3 separate regions of the Mus musculus genome follow, and all the other regions are linked to region 1. Evidence: chromatin contacts called from public promoter capture Hi-C data. All regions are on one chromosome and are shown on one strand. The core of a region is the stretch at or near the end of the contact, and the rest is flanking DNA. Distances in the headings are between cores, read along the strand shown.

Region 1 (3,472 bases), core at 694-3,193:
GGGAGGGGTCATTAAAATCATAACTTAAAGGTCATCTTTGGTTGCAAAGCAAGTTTGAGGCCAGCTTGGGTTACGTGAGACTCTGTCTCAAAGGGATTTAAAAAAAGAAAAAAGAAAGAAAGAAAGAAAGAAAGAAAGAAAGAAAGAAAGGAAGGCAGAAAGAAAGAAAAGAAAAGAAAGGGGGAGGGGAGAGAGAGAGAGAAAGGAGGAAAGACAAAGGTTAGAAACTAAAAAATAAAAGTAAATAAAATTTTAATTTTTAAATTAAAAGAAGAGACAAGTACATAAAGAGCTGTGGTGGCCAGTACAGCTTTGTTTTGTTTTTAAGGGTCTGAAATGCAGCAGTTTGTTGGAAACAGGCAGGCAGGGGAGGGCAGCGGTCAGCACCAAGCTCTAAGCAGAGGCTGGCAGGGACAAAGAGCTAGCTGCCTTCCTGGATGAGGGCTGGATGAGCAAGAGACCTGGTGATGGGAGCCGGCGAGGCCCACTGGAGGAACTAGAAATAGAAGCAGGAGCAGCTGGAGTCGAGTCTCCTCTCTCCAGATGCCGCAGCCTGTCAGAAGCAAGACTCACTCGGGAAAAGGGCTTCTCTTCTGCACATAGGACAGAGTCTGTTTTGTTTCTCGCCTACTCTGTCTGGCTCCTCTCCAACACCAGTTCTTAAGGCTCTGGACATACACAATTCCACAGGCCCCTGTCCCAGGATCCAGAAACAGAGGACAGCAACATCCGGCATGCTCGGTCAGGCCCCGCTCTTCTAGCTTCATTGCAGTCCCCGGTCCCTGGCAACCACCCACCAAATCCCTTTCTGTGCCATGGTGTGTGGAAACGGGACACTGGACAGTCATTTTAGCTGATTTGTTCAATTTGTTTCCTGGGCTTTGGGCAACCCAGCCCATCTGTGGATGGCTGGAAGCGGCATCCGGACAGCACGCCTTCCTAGCCACCTCCTAGGGGCTCCCCAAGGGCTGCCTTCCGTTTTCTTTCCAGGGGTCCGTAGAATACAGTCCTGACTGTTTTCCAAGGCACGAACCGGCATAATAAGCACAAGGCGTCTCCATGGCACCTTTCATTGAGCTTATTGGAGCGTTCTGCAGATGCCACGGAACACCGAGCCAAGTCCCAGGAACACGTTCTGAACCCCAGGAGCTGCACACCGCTTTATTAGGTAGTTTATTGGCGCATCAAATCTGGAGTCTACCACCTTCGGTTCACAAATCAGTTCAGAGAGAGGCTCTAACTTGCCCAATATTAAAGAGTAACAGTGCCACCTGCTCCTCTTCCCTGATTGGCACGATGCCAGGGAATTGACTGGTGGCCTAAATGGGAAATCAAGGCAGGAATGGCTGGAGGTGATAGAAACCTCAGGCTGTTGTGAGCCCAACAAGAACAGACTCTGGCTGGGCAATGGTGGTGCATGCCTTTAATCCCAGCACTTGGGAGGCAGAGGCAGGCAGATTTCTTAGTTCGAGGCCAGCCTGGTCTACAGAGTGAGTTCTAGGACAGCCAGGGCTACACAGAGAAACCCTGTCTTGAAAAAACAAAACAAAACAAAACAAAACAAAACAAAACAAAACAAAACGAACAGACTCTGGAGGCAGGCTTTACTGAGCAACTCATTCAGTTGAGGAGCACAAATGCTATTTAAACTTTTGGGGAGTGAGTAGGGGCACTCAGAGAGAATGTGCATCACTGGCCAAGGCCACAGTGAAGGGAATATTTTATTTGCATGAAAAGGACCTGAGGTGCTTGCTATCTGGACATGACCTTACTCAGAGAGGAAATTTAACCTATAACCCGAAAACTGGTGATGACTACCTCAGAGTAGCAGAAGTGGAGCCAAAAGGCCATGTACGTGCTCTGGAACATACAGGCCCAGGGCAGAGAAGGAGGAGTCCTGCTCCTGCTGGCCTTAAGATGAGATCGTCAGGGCCTGGGCATCACTGGTGATCCAGGCCGGCTCTCCAGGTCGCAGGTCTCTCCTGGTTGCGGCTCCCTGCTCATCTGGCTCCCACAACATCACAGAGTAAGTAGACATGTAAATTTTGAACCTAGCTCTCCTGCTGCCGCTACTGAGGGACAATATCCTCACTAATTGGTTCATAGGAGTTCACAGACCTCTGATGAACAGCAATATGGCTAAATACCCTTCCTTGTGAAGTGCACGGAACTGCATAGCCTGGGTGGGAAATGAGCTGGGTCCATCTCTTTTGTTGCATTTAGCCATTCCTCTTTTGTTATTTTTATCTGATTTGGTTCACTTCAGACCTGGTACCCGTTTCTTATTTATGACTAAAGGCCCCTGGGTGAGAAAAATGGAATCAAGAAAACCGTTTTTCTTTTATGTTCTACAAATGTTTCTATACCTCATTCCCACCACCCTTTAAAATAACATTTCCTTCCCAGGCCCCCCCCCCAAAAGCTTCTAAAATCCCTGCCTTTCCAATCTCCTCTTCACCTTGGCTATAATTATCTTGGGAGAATTTAAATTCCTTATCATGGGTTTGTGATGGCTGTGGCTTAAGGACCGTTGGCCTGGCTTCCATTCTGAGGCTTCGTCAAATTGCCCTCTATAGGAATTACCGTTAGACTCTTTCTTTCCTTAAAGGATGATAATGGGATTGTGACTCTGTTAAAGAAAGAACCCTTCTCTTGCTTGAGATACGTGCTGAAATATTTACCAGTCTGGGATTTGCTTCAAAACAGTCCAGTGAGGGAGATGACAAACACCACAATTGCTCGCTGAAATTGTCAGTCTCCTCCGGCTTTCTCTCACGGATCTTCATTCCTTTTCTGGTGCTGAGGGTGGAACCCGGGACCCCAGGGATGCTCCGTCGGGGTTCTCCCACTAAGCAGTTGCCCTCCTCTCTTGCAGGGACCCATTTGTTTCTTCTCCCTCTCACCCCCCAGGCTTCAGATCTGGATGTTGTGAACCTGAGGGTGGGGTTTGCCTCTGGGAGACTCAGACAAGAAGAGAATCTTAGTTTTGAGATCCCATCTCTATGGGATGAGCATCTGCTCCTCTGGGTCCAGGCTGACAGAGCAGCTGCTTCCTCCCTGGGATCTTTTCAATTCCTTCCTTCCTTCCTTCCTTCCTTCCTTCCTTCCTTCCTTCCTTCCTTTTATATCTTTATGTAATTACACTGTAGCTCTCTTCAGATACTCCAGAAGAGAGAGGGAGTCAGATCCCATTACAGATGGTTGTGAGCCACCATGTGATTGCTGGGATTTGAACTCAGGACCTTCGGAAGAGCAGTCAGTGCTCTTAACCACTGATCCATCTCTCCAGCCCTTTTGACTTTGTTATTAGTGTGTGTGTAGAGGTCAGAGGACAACTTTGCAGGGCTGCCCCCTCTCCTTCTAACTTATGCGGGTCCCAGGGATGGAATGGAAGTGCTTGGGTCTGCGTGGGAAGCACCTTTATCTGCTGCGCCATCTCACTGGCCTGGATTCCCTTTTTCTACATCCACTT
Region 2 (3,046 bases), core at 31-2,530, 570 kb before region 1:
GCGCTTCAGACACTCGTGCAGGCAGCACTTGCTTTCTCCTTGCTCCCACAATGCTGGAGTTCAACATTTCAGTCCTCTAGGGGCAAGGTTGAGATGGGGTCCCCGAGATGGGGGTGTCCTGTAGGATTCAAGGGGTTCATGATCCCCCCAGGGACAAACACCCTACATTCCTCTTTACTCCTGGCCTCTAGCTGAAAGAATAGACCTCAACTACTCCAGTGTATCCCAGCTCTCCGTCCCTACCTTCTTATCCCCAGACTGTCCCTACCCCTGGATGCCACCCACCCACATGGATGGCAAAGGAAGCTGCCACCCAGGCTAGCAGGTCTTAAGCAACAGCATCTGGCGCCCCTCAGGACCATTCCCGGCCGTGGAAGGGATGGATCCTGATGAAGAGGATGCAGGAGCAGTTTCAGCGTTAAACCCACAAAGGAGAAAGGAATCGGGGCAGAGAGAAGTGGGTGGGCAAAGTGTGTGCACAAGTGCGTGCGTGCATGTGTATCCGTGTCTGCAGGCAGACAGGCAAGAGTTGTGGCGAAGCGAAGCGTGTGTGCCCGAGTGCCAGCTGGCAGGGTGAGCCACCAGCCAGTGTCTGATTCGTGTGCGTAGTGGGCACAAGTATATTTACCAGCGAGGAGAGGCTCAGAGGGGATGTGCAGAGTTGTGAGTGTGGGATGCAGTGAGCGTGGCTGAGTGTGTCCGCGGTTGGAGACATCTGTATGGTCGCAGAGGTGTGTGTATCCGTGTGAGTGTGTACGCGCGTGGAGGGGGTCTTCTGCGAGCTGGGGCCAGAGCGAGTGTGCTCTTGGGAACCCCTTCTCGCAGAGCTGGCCCCGATAGGAGACAGGGTGGGTCCCCAGTCCCAGCAGAGGGCGCCCCGGAACTCTGGGCCATAGCATCAGTCGGCGCAGGTTCGAGCACCGCGACCGCCAAGTTGGAGCGGCTGCGACCGGGGTGGGGTTCAGTGGGGGGAAGTCCGTGGGGGCTGCGCGCAAACTCACCGTGTCCGGAGACGTGGTTGTCCCAGGGCGCATGGCCTGCGGGTCGCGTGGCGCCGCCGAGTTGCAGGAAAAGTGCCAGGTAGTGGAGGGCGCCCAGCGCCGCGGCCAGCGGGGCCCCCATGCTGCGCGCTCCGGCCGGGGGCGCCGCCGCCTCACATCGGGGCTCCGCAGCCCGCAAAGCCCGCGCCCGCCGTACCCTGCCCGGCGCCGCCGCCGCCCTCTCCTGCTGGCCCCGGCCCGGCCCCGGCTGCAGGCAGCGAGCGCACGCCCAGCCCGCCGCCTCCGACTGCGGGACTCTTCGCTTGCGCGGAAGGCCACTCCGCGCCGCCGCGCACCCGCCCTCCCCCTCGCTCCCCGCCCTGAGCCGGCGGCGGCGGAGGGATCCGCAGCTTGATTTATCATCAAAGTTTTGCCCAGGCTGGGATTTTTAAAGCGGTACTCGCAACTGGCCTCCCGCGCGGGAGCGGGGGTGGGGCAGGCCCGGGGGTGGAAGGCCACCTGGGGACCTAACCCCCCGCAGGGCGGAACACTAGGGTGTTGGGAGTCGAAATCCGATCGTTGGGGATAAACATCCGACCTGCCACCAGACCCGTGCGCTGGAGGGGCCGCTCAACTTTGCCAGCTGGGTAGTGTTGGGGCCAGGGCCAGGCGAGGTGCAGGACAGGTGAATAGGGGTGGGGGGCGCACCCGGGATGAGACATAGGTGAACTAGTTTAAGATCTGGCAGCTTTGGGGTCCCCGTGTGATCACGCGTAGTTTCTCCTGTCCTCGAGTTCTTCGTCTGAAAAATGGGGACAGACGCCACCACCAGAAGCAGTGTGTGTCGGGGGTTGGGGGGGGGGGGGTCTTTGGAGTTAGGTGGGTAAAGTGGGGAACATCGTGGCGCCCACACAATGTAGTTATCATTGTGGTTCCTGTCTCTGGGACTCAGCAGTTAGTGGGGCTCCTAGCTTAGAGGTGTTGGGGTTCTACACAGTGAACTGGATCGCCCCCTTCTGGACTGTAAGGCTCTCCCTAGATGAAAGGTCTAGATGGAGTGTGTGTGTGTGTGTGTGTGTGTGTGTGTGTGTGTCTGTGTGTGTAAACCATGAAGACTCTTTCATTCCCAAGAGTGGCAGTCCAATTCTGATTCCTTCCTTGACTCTTTAACTGAGGCTTTTGTGACAGGAAAAGAGGGTTGGGGGGTTATTTTAAAGAAAAGCCTATTTCATAAGGCTGCCTTCTCCGAGGTCTTGAGAAGATCCGGAGCAAGGTTTCGGACCCCGGGAAGGATTCTTCCTACCCTCATTTCTCCTCTGCCTTCGCCGGCAGGCATTGTTTCAGCATTGCGGACAGCACCCTTTTCGTTTCATCCTTTAAGAACCGCGGACAGCGCCTCGGGGGTGATTAGATGCGAGGGTTCAGCACCGTGGACAGATCCCCGCTCCACACACACAGCACCGCAGGGATCCAGCTTCCAGCACGGCTCACAGTACCTAAAGTTTGAGAGATCTAAAAAGCGGAGTGACACACCGTGCTTGCTGTCTTTATTCTGTCTCCCTATGCCCCTTTCAGATATTATGGTGGATAGTATACTGTTGTCACCAGGATCAACTCAAGTTTCCCTCCCTGCTAGGTGTTGCATGTTAGAGGCACAGTTTCAGCACCACGGACAGCTCCTCTTCAGCATCAGCCAGCTGTGCAGAGGCTCTTTAAACTCCTATCCAAGATCTTTCCAGAACACTGTGGTGGCAGAACCGGGGATCGGACCCGAGTGTTCTCCTCTTCAAACGCAGATTGGAAGTAAATAAATACATTTCAAAATATGAAGAGGGGCAGACAGAGAGACAGAGACTGAGTGAGACTGGAGGGAAGGGCACAGCAAAGGGACAAGAAGTCTCAGGTCCTTCCAGAACAGCCTCTAGGTACTATATCTGTCCTATCATTGTCAGGAAACTGAGGCTCAGAAAGGCTGAACTTGCTGCTTAAAGCAGGGCAATGCTAAAAGTGTGTTGGTCCAGGAAGTAGAGACCAGACTCTCAGGCATATATCTGAGCAGCCTTAAC
Region 3 (3,092 bases), core at 583-3,082, 800 kb before region 1:
GGGGTGAGGAGCAAGCCTGCAGTTTCATGCTGAGTCTCTCACAGGCACCCCAAATAACTGGTGGGACACCCCCACCATCTGTTCAGTGAATCACAGCTTGCTAATCCTGACCCCACTGGGACCTCTCACAGTGACCCCCATGCATGCCTCCATTGTACGATGGGTGGGAGATACAATGGTTAAGGGAGGCCCAAGCCACACCACTGTTGGGGAACCTAGACAGGACTTTAAGGAGGAAGGGCTGCCACCATACAAATAGGAACAAAGGGACATGATGGTAGCAAGAGTGACCAGGCCTCCACATCAGCCCTAGGAGGGCTGGCTGTGGGTTCTATGGTAGTCACAGCAGGGGTCTGGATGACTTCATAACATACCTGTTCTCTGAGGCACTTGGGTGGAGACAAGGGTAGGAAGAATGCGTCCTTCTAGGATGGGAAAGGTCAGCGGACACAGCTCTTACCTTCTCTGACAGGGCTGACACTCTTAGGCCAGCCTGGGCTCAAGAGTCCCTAGTGTTGACCACTTTGACTATGCCCCATTCAAACTCATGAGGAATGAATTCTTGTCCTTATTCCTCACAGGATGGAATGGAGGCCCCCAAAGGCGAGATACCTCCCTGAGCCCCTAACTGTCAGGGGCAGCATGCGTAATCAAGAATTGCCTCTTGTCTGGTGGTCACTCGCCAACTCCTCCCTCTGGTCCTTCACCAGTCACAGGGAGCAATTTCTATAACAACTACCATAAAGTGGGGTGACCCCGGGGTCCCCAAGGACTGTATGGGCTTGTCTTGGCACCCTGAGTCACACTCAAATAGAGTCTGGGGGTATCCTCTCAGGTCAAAGCGGCCAGTCATGCAATGTGTTCCAGAAGAAGGGCTAGAGGGATTCACAGGCCTATGCCTTTTCAAGAAGTCGCCCACTCAGGCTCCATGGTGGTAAGGGAGCTTAGCAAGCTGTCATCAGAGAAGCCAGGATGGAGTTGGTCCATGGGAAGGGTCAGCGGTACGGTGGTCCCTGGGCTCTTCTGGCTGTAGTTCACAGTGGGCTAGCACAGGGAGAGGGATGGGAACAGGGATAGGCAAGAGGATGGGCGAGCAATGGGTGGGTGGGGGAATTATCGGAATGAGTGGCTGGGTGGGACAGGAAGGGTATGGGTGTCTGTGGGAGTCCGCGTGCCAGTACCTGCACCCCTGTCTGCCAAGAGTCTATAAGCACCCACATCCAGATACCTACGCATTTGAGGGTTATATGTGGCTTCGTGGAAACCCAGCCCCGTGTCTGGCTATGCCTATGTCCTGGCTCTCTAGGTTTGCAATGTGACTTAATGTGGGATGTTCCTTTAAGCATTGTGTGTCCAAAATTGTTAGTTGATTCTATGGGACTATGTGTGGATCTCTATGGTTATCTGTCGGCTTGGTTGTGTGTGTGTGTGCCTGCTCCATGTGCATGTGTGTATGGCATGTTCATGTGTTTGCATGCAGTATGTGTGTGTATAGTATACATGTGTAGATGGTTTATGTGTATGTATGGATGTGGTATGTATGTGCATACGTATCTGTGTGTGTGTGTGTGTGTGTGTGTGTGTGTGTGTGTGTGTGTGTGGTATATTCATGTATATGTGTGGAGAGGTGCGTGTTCTTGGCCACTGGTTTGGCTTGTGGAGCATATCTCTGTGTCTAGGGTATTGGTCACACGCTCCAGGTGTCTGTTCCGAGGTCGTCCTGTGTCCAGCAGGGGGCGCTCCCGGCAGCCTTAGTTCCCGGACAGACAGCCGGGGGTGTCCGCCCCGCCCCGCCCGGGGCCCGCCCGGCCGCCCGGCCGCCCTGGGCTATAAGTTCGCGCCGCGCGGCTGGTCCGCAGCACCGCGCTGGTGATCCTCGCTTGAGTGTCCCGCTGCGTCTGAGCTGTCGCCGCTAGCCTGGCCATGGCAGAGGGTGAGTGCCTGGGCCGCGGGGAGGTAGAGTCGGGAGCAGGCTGGGCTGTCTCCAAAGCTCCAGAGGAGAGCGACAGGTGGGCCAATGGGAGGCACCTTGCTGGCCCTGAATTGTTGGCCTCAGTTTTCCCCACCCCAGGGCATAGCCGTTAATTCTGCCCCTTGGATGAGGTGAAAATGCTACCCAGAAGGTGTACTGGGAAGGGTGAGTTACTGTCATGGGTCTCCCAATAAGTAGTTAAGAACTGGGTCCCTGCTGTGTGCCAGGTGCAGGGGAGCCACTCAGGGATGCTGGCCAGCGCAGGGGGCACTTGGCTTTTCTCTGTGCCTGGAAAGGGGTACAACTTTCCTGGCTGATTCTGTGGTCTCAATTCCAGCATCTGGTGGAGCGCCACTGAAGCCAGGCCTGCCTGTTCTTTCAGGTCCTCTTGAGCCCTCGTGTTCTCCAAGCCCAGATTCTCCTTGTCCACTTGTTGAAGCTCAGGGTTCTCTGCTGTAAGTTAGGGGCAGTTGGACCAGCCTTGGTACAGCCACAGGGCTGAGAAGAGTGGAGAGGGTCCAGGGTCCTGTTCATTCCCTGCCTGCCTCCTTCACATGTGCTCACATGTGTGCATGGGAAACACTCGGGATCACATGAGTCAGGACTTGTACAATGGAGGATGTTCCTAACACGGTCAGACCAGAATCCCAGCTGACTATAAGGTCAAGTCCATTCAGGGATGGCATCTGCCTGCACTGTGACCTCAGAGAAGGGACATGAGGCAAGAGAGGGGATGTTCAGAGGGACCTGAAGCAAACAGGGAAATTCCAGAGGCCTCGGTCACTCCTTTTTCTGAAACCTCAACAGGCTGTGAAGTGTCACCAAAGGGGCTGCTTATCTGCAAGGCAGTTTTCCATCCCTATCCCCAAAATCTGGGGGACCTCAGAGACAGCCCCGGATTACTCTGCTGGGGCTTCCTCCACCAAGGTTCCCCCTGGCCTCTATGACTCTGAACCCTGGCTACTGCACCCTTCAGCCTGTGTGGGTGGGGTACTCCACCCTGTCTCCCCAGGCCAGGGGATGGTTGCCACCAGGGCTTCTAGAAAAATGGCCTTTTTCCTGCTTGAGCCTTCCAACGTTGAGGATTTTGTGGGTCTGCCCAGCCTCAGTGGCAGTGGCG

What was found. Promoter capture Hi-C pulls out the DNA fragments that hold promoters and counts their contacts.
Region 2: a promoter capture Hi-C map of embryonic stem cells shows a contact between it and region 1, with 3 times the contacts expected there. The contact joins the promoter of Vstm2l here to the promoter of Ghrh in region 1. A contact is called at or near these places in 7 of 39 promoter capture datasets (the 3T3-L1 cell line, embryonic stem cells, hematopoietic stem and progenitor cells and 3 more), 1 of 484 Hi-C or Micro-C datasets (the G1E-ER4 cell line) and 1 of 9 other capture datasets (adipose tissue).
Region 3: a contact with region 1 is called in a promoter capture Hi-C map of neural stem cells. The contact joins the promoter of Tgm2 here to the promoter of Ghrh in region 1. A contact is called at or near these places in 1 of 39 promoter capture datasets (neural stem cells), 2 of 115 datasets of contacts at active chromatin or transcription factors (both in embryonic stem cells) and 1 of 9 other capture datasets (embryonic stem cells).

What each region holds. Positions count from the first base shown.
Region 1 is chr2:157,345,126-157,348,597 of GRCm38.p6, reverse strand. It overlaps Ghrh (growth hormone releasing hormone), which reads left to right and starts at 1,943. Exons shown (of 5, transcript NM_010285.3): 1 at 1,943-2,026.
Region 2 is chr2:157,912,887-157,915,932 of GRCm38.p6, reverse strand. It overlaps Vstm2l (V-set and transmembrane domain containing 2-like), which reads right to left and starts at 1,280. Exons shown (of 4, transcript NM_198627.2): 1 at 1,002-1,280. The coding sequence starts at 1,122.
Region 3 is chr2:158,145,132-158,148,223 of GRCm38.p6, reverse strand. It overlaps Tgm2 (transglutaminase 2, C polypeptide), which reads left to right and starts at 1,832. Exons shown (of 13, transcript NM_009373.3): 1 at 1,832-1,933. The coding sequence starts at 1,924.